2 separate regions of the Zea mays genome follow, and region 1 is linked to region 2. A link is a contact called in public Hi-C data. All regions are on one chromosome and are shown on one strand. The core of a region is the stretch at or near the end of the contact, and the rest is flanking DNA. Distances in the headings are between cores, read along the strand shown. Region 1 holds the start of LOC100275876. Region 2 holds the start of LOC100282527 (molybdopterin biosynthesis CNX3 protein).

Evidence for each region. Hi-C and Micro-C count contacts between places; a contact is called where the count stands out from the background.
Region 1: a contact with region 2 is called in a Hi-C map of bundle sheath, with 2.3 times the contacts expected there. The contact joins the promoter of LOC100275876 here to the promoter of LOC100282527 in region 2. A contact is called at or near these places in 6 of 25 Hi-C or Micro-C datasets (bundle sheath, endosperm, leaf and 2 more).

What each region holds. Positions count from the first base shown.
Region 1 is chr2:43,939,599-43,942,824 of Zm-B73-REFERENCE-NAM-5.0, reverse strand. It overlaps LOC100275876, which reads left to right and starts at 1,421. Exons shown (of 1, transcript NM_001149841.2): 1 at 1,421-2,307. The coding sequence starts at 1,626. The coding sequence ends at 2,003.
Region 2 is chr2:43,693,894-43,696,980 of Zm-B73-REFERENCE-NAM-5.0, reverse strand. It overlaps LOC100282527 (molybdopterin biosynthesis CNX3 protein), which reads left to right and starts at 1,552. Exons shown (of 3, transcript NM_001155435.2): 1 at 1,552-1,744; 2 at 2,355-2,485. The coding sequence starts at 2,384.

The sequences.
Region 1 (3,226 bases), core at 172-2,671, 250 kb before region 2:
CCGTCTTTCTGTTGCTACCTCCTTCTCCGCATCCGTCATTGGTGGAGGATTCGGGGGAGGAGGTACCCAACGCTTAAAACGCTCATGACTGGTCTTTCCACTCAACCAATTAACGAAAAGAAGATATCGAGGGTCAAATTTATCAGGACCATCGATCCACTGGAAAAAGAAACACTTCTGATGTCCCTAAAATAATGGAAAGATGCACTATTACATATCTACAAAAAAATGAATGCGAACAAAGTTAAGTGACAAGTCATAAGCTACGTACGTCCAAAGTGCCACAAAGGTAGTAGCAGCGAGCAGCCGTGTCTGGATGTTGTGATTGATGTACCCAAGCTAGTCTGCCACAGTCACAGTTAGGCACGGGGAGTTCAGGAGGAACAGGAGCATCCTTACTAGATACGTCCGGATATAACTCCCGAGGACGACCTCTCTTCTGCCACAACGCCTCTCGGTACATGTCTTTCATCTAATAAACGATTATAATTATCACTTGTACCTATTATGCTTTATAATAAGTCTACACAAACTAATATTCGAAATGATAATATAATAGGTGTATACAAATTATTTAACTAACAACCCAATATACAAAACGAATCAGTTGGAAATCATACCTTGGCCTACGAAGTGAACCAACTCAAATCTTTGAATCCAGGAAATTTTGACGAAGTTTGGAAATGGGACGAAATGAGCTGCTCTCGGCCAGCCGCGCGGGCGTTTTTATAGGAATTCGTAGCTCGGCGCCAAGATCTGTGGCGCCGAGCTACGAGGCCGCGCCGCCGCCACGTCAGAGCCAGGTAAGCCCTAGACGCAACTAGCCGTTGCGGCCACGTCACAGCTCGGCGCAGCTCGGCGCCACGGCCTATGGCGCCGAGCTAAGGGTCCAAAACTGTATTTAAAATTTTTTTAGGTTTAAACGTGATTTTACTTCAGTTTAGAGGCTAAAATACAAAAAATTCGGCAGTGGACAAGGCCACTGTAATACGAGCACACAAAACTACAACTGCACGCACTCTACCCTAGTACTCTCTTGTCTCTTCTTTTCTTCGCGTACACGTTCTTCGTCACCCAGTGAGTGAGTGATGTGTGTGTGCGCGCGCGCGCGCCTACTACCACTACGTCGCAAGCTAGCCCGCCCGGCCACCCCATGGATTTATCTACATACATTGATACATAGTAACATAGGCATAGCAAGCTCACCACCTCAGGTATGCAAAAAGTGACGTATTGCCTTGTTGGGTGTTGCCCCCTCCGGCCCTCCCCTCTCTTTGTCTCCTTTTGCTTTTGGACCACCGCGAGATCTCACTCACAGCCTCACCCGTCTGTCTCTCTGATACAGATGCGTGCTAGACGAGAGAGAGGGACAGAGGGGGTGGCCCCCCCTATATCTACCGCCGGAACAAAGGCGCACAATGCAAGCCGGCCGGCATTGCAAACCAACAGGCAACAGACATGGCCGTCGAAGCTTCGGCTGCCCGCACGCTACCCCTGCCGCAAAGCTAATCATAATAAGCTTCGTGGTGCGATAGGCACGTCACGTCACGTCGGCAGCGCGCGGCGGCATCCACCTCCATCCGTCCATCGTTGGTCGCAAGGGAGCGCGAGAGAGGGAGGAGAGAATGAGAGCCCTCGCCCTCACGCTGCCAGCTCTTGTCCTTGCTGCTCTCCTAAGCTGCACCCCCGAGATCTCTGCCGTCAGAGTCCCGGCGGCCACTCTCGCCGACCAGACGAGCAACCGGCGGGGCGCCTCGTCGCCACCGGCGGCAGCCGAGCAGCCAACAAGGAAGGCGGCGAGCGACGATGACGCTGCCGCCGCCGCCGCCGCCGCAAGCAGCGCCAGGGCCAGCAGGCTCGACGACGCGTCCGCCAGCTGGAAGGCGCCCGCGGTTGCCGGCGGCGCCTCGTATTCCCCTCCTCCGTCGGCCGTGTTCGACCCCGATAGGATGAGCAAGCGCCGCGTCCGCAGAGGCTCCGACCCCATCCACAACAAGTGCTAGCTGATCCCGAGTGTGCGTCCGTGGCGAGTTCTCGTCAAGTGTCGATTCTCTCGCTTTGTTTCCTCCGCCTCTCCATTTCTCTAATCTGCTCCTTCGCTTTATTTTTTTTTTCTTCTTCTTCTTTCGTTACCACTTTTTTTTTCTCTTCTCTTTGAGGTTTGACCGTTTGAGCGCGCAGTTCTGCTGCCTACCGTGTTGTAGGGCGCAGTCGGTTTTGTGCTACAGAAATACTTGTACAGAGATGCATGCATGCCAATGAAAGGCGAATGCCGGTCGAATGGACACGCTGCCGCACCTTGCAAGCCGACATCCACGCACTTCTGTTTATAGATGTACATTCGGGCTGCTCGGCCCGGTCCAAGCCCAAAAGGCCCGCATTCTTTGAAATTTCGTGTCGGCTCGGCACGTTTGAATTTTGGGCCGTGTCGGGCCGGTCCACGGCTCGACCCGTAATTGCTTAAACGTGTAGGGCTTATTTTAGGCGGCCCGAAATTATAAAAGACCGAAATTAATATTAGGGCCCGAAATTCAATTTTTGGCCCGAAAGCCCAAAATTCACGTCAGAGCCCGAAATTCAAAACAAATTTAATAAAACAAATAAAAGATAAGACAAATAAATTTGATCAAAAACAAACTTAATATTTGTATTAAGTTACTAGGGCTATGCAATGACTACCTCGTTTATAAATCATTTTTGTTAGAAAGAAAAAGAGTATAATCAGCTCTATATAAAGTTCGTAAGTTCAGTTTATTATCTAATGTTCATAACAAAAATAAAATTACATCACATACTCTATTTCAAAGCTACAAAAAACATGTAACTAATATTATCTATAGCTTTGTGTTCTTTATCAAGTACATGAAATTATGGAATGAAGTGTGATTTTAATAAATATATGGGCCTTTTCGTGCCTCTATATGGGTCATTTCGTGCCTGCCTTAAACGGGTTGTGCTCGTGTCCGCCCATGGGCCGCGACCTCGGCTCAAACCCGGTCCGATATATCGGACCGTGCCGGCCCGGCACTAAAATATTTCGTGTTGTGTCGTGCCGTGCTTTTTTCCGTGCTTCGGGCCGGCCCATCAGACCCGGCCCAAATATACACATATACTTCTGTTCTGTATGTACACTTAGGGCTGGAAACGCTCGGCTCAGTGCCTGAACGAGTGCGGCGGGTCGCAAAGCAATGCTACCGCGCGCGTCGTCGCGAGTTCTCGTGTGTTT
Region 2 (3,087 bases), core at 303-2,802:
TTGGTTTCATAATTTGTACACTGCAGTGAGTAGCTTGATAGTAGCTGATAGTAGCTTAGTATGACAAAGCTGATATTAGCTGATAATATTCCTATATAATTCTGTACAAAATTTGATAGTAGCTGGAATTTTATGTTGTTACAAAAATCTGTAATTTGATAGTATGGCAAAGATCTGTAATTTGATAGTAGCCGGAATTTTATGTTGTTACAAAGATTTGTAATTTGATAGTATGGCAAAGGTCTGTTCTTTGATATTATTTGTATTTCTACTACCTAAGGTATAGCCAGTAGCACGTACAAGTGTGTCCTATATTACTTGCATTCAATTATACATGTGTCCACCAAACACGTGCCCGCTAAATCCTGTCTAGTTACGTACAGTCAACCAAACAACCACACAAATTATTACTTGCATCCACTTATACAGGCTTGGCTTGGCCTGCATGAGCTTATGAACCAGGCTTTGCCTAGCCAAGGAACCAAACACACGGAATGATATTATTACTTGCATCCACTTATGCAGCGGCAGGTGATTGATCTGGAATAAGGCTGAGATGCATAAATCGCCTCGGGAGCCACTCATCCGTAGACCCCTAGATCTCCTATCCATATGTTTGGTTCACGGATACGTAGAGCATGACCACATGAGCATGTACAAGAAGAACCAGGCTCCAACTAAACAGGCTAAACATATACAAGAGACTCTTGTTTGGTTAGCTGTTTAGATTTATACAGAAATGTGTGTTCAGACTCACATATGCATGGACTCAGCCTGCACCTGCAGCGATGCTCCTCACGCGAGCACCGAGAGAGCCTGGCTGGGAGCTAAGTTTTGCATGTCTAGAATCTGGTTGGTCCATGCAACAAACCAAACAAGAGATGCTTTAAGTATCCGCGGCTGCAGATACTTGGCAGATGCAGGGAACCAATCATACGATATGTGATTTGGTGTGCCCTTCAATCTAATGCCAAGAGTATTTTTAATCTGTCTATACATCAATCAGGTGATTTGTTTTACGCCCACACTAGATTTTACTGTTTAGCTTTACTGTTTTTTTTTTGGTTGGTGCTCATATCCGTTACTTGTGATGATTTGTGTACTAAGGGAGTTTAGATGAAGTTGTGTGATAGATAGAGTTATGTTCAGATTCAATTATAAATGGATGACTTGCCTTGTTTTTGAATCAAAATGTGACAAAGTGTTTTGCTATGTTCTAGAAAAACGGATGATGAAGTATCTTGATTAAAAGTAGGCAGACTCTGCTAGATGCCTAGATTATTTCTGAAAATTGGTAGATGGAATTTGTTTGTAACATGTGCTAGCAGTGTTTTCAGAACGTCCGATTAGTCGCAATTAATCAGCAATTAATCGACTGATCGTAACTCTAGAGCCGATCAATCGGGACGAGATCAGGGCGTCCGATTAGTTTAGTAACGATCAGCCTGCCTGGCTGGATTGAAATTTCGGTGCAGTGGCCCACTTCACTTGCCCAGCGGCCCAGCCCAGCTTCCTTTTTCCCGATTCCTACCACGTGAGCAGAAGCTGCACAACCAGAGCCAACAGAGCAACGCCCAGGCCCCAGGCACACACTACACGAACCAGGCAACCAGCTGGGAGGAACCCTAGCGGAACACTGTGCAGGTGACAGCGGCGCGCTACCGGTGACGGGGGATACGGCGGCATCGTCCCCCTCGGTCCCTCCTCCATCCCCCGCGCGGCGGCGCCAGCAGCCGGCCTGCAGGTACGGTCTCCAGTCTCCAGAATCCAGATTCAGAGCTTGTCCCTGTTTTCTGGTGCTGTTGTACTGTAGCCTGTAGGTATGGGCGTATGGCTGTTGGCCTGTTGCTGCCCATGTCCATGTTTGTTGGTTTTCAGTTTTACTTAGATGCTGAAAGCCTGAAACCTTCCAGTGATTATTTGCTTCATGTTGTAGTATGGCACTATGGCTGTTGGCCTGTTGCTGCCCTGCCCATGTCCATGGGCGTATCACGTATGACTGTTTGCCTTGTTGAAAGCCTGAACCTGAAGCCATGTCCATGGGCGTGTAGTTATATATATGAAGGTTGATCGGTTCCTATAGCCCTGGACGATCAGGATGTCTGATTGACCGATCAGAGCCCGGTTAATCGGGCTGGTCGTCGACTAATCCTGATTAGTCGGCTGATCGCCCCTCTGGCGATCAGGATTCAGGAGCGATCAGCCGATCTGAAAACATTGTGTGCTAGTCTATTTAAACAGAAAATTATGTTGCTTGTTCAGATGAGTAGGGTCCTGCCATCCTGTGGCATAGAATTGCCGTTTATATACAAAGTAAGCATGTTGTAAAACTTCTCTATGTTTCCTTGTTGCAGAACCATAGCAACACTTTGGTGCGCTTAAGATGTCCATCCTCCGATCCTTTCTCCCAATAGTAGCAAGATCAAATGGTTGGAGATGCTTTTCTACTGGGATTCCTTCTGATATGATAGCGGACCTTAATAAGGTTAAGCATTTGACTTTCTTTTGGATATTGTCATTTTGTGCAACTATCTTGCCTTCACTTACTTAACTAAGTATGAGACATGTCATGTACATTGGCACATTCTACAAACTTAATGAAACTGAATACAGTGGTAGGTTCAGTACTCCAGGTTCCAGATATGTAGCTGTATGACGATTTCAATTAAAGTTATAACATTACCTGACAGTTTACAATGGCTTCTGATGATGTCCCAAGTATGTTTGTTTGATGCCTCTATTAGAACAACATATGTGTGATTCTTGATGTTGACAACCAAAAGTTACGCACTATTATATTCGTGAGTAGAAACACATGTAAAACTACCACAATGCCAAATAGAGAGATCAGACTGGTGTTCACAATTCTAAAGTCATGCCCCCTTTTACTTTACAAGTTGTGATCATGAGTTTGAAACTATGAATTGTCACTTAAGTTTACACCCTTGCAGCTGCTGCATTATAATGCAATATCCAGAAAAAGCTAAACAAGTAAACATTTGTTTGTAGATTTGTCCTGTGCAATGTTGCATGAATGTGTGTTTAAATATTTGTTATTGTGTGTTGAAAGGAATATTTGTTCCGAAT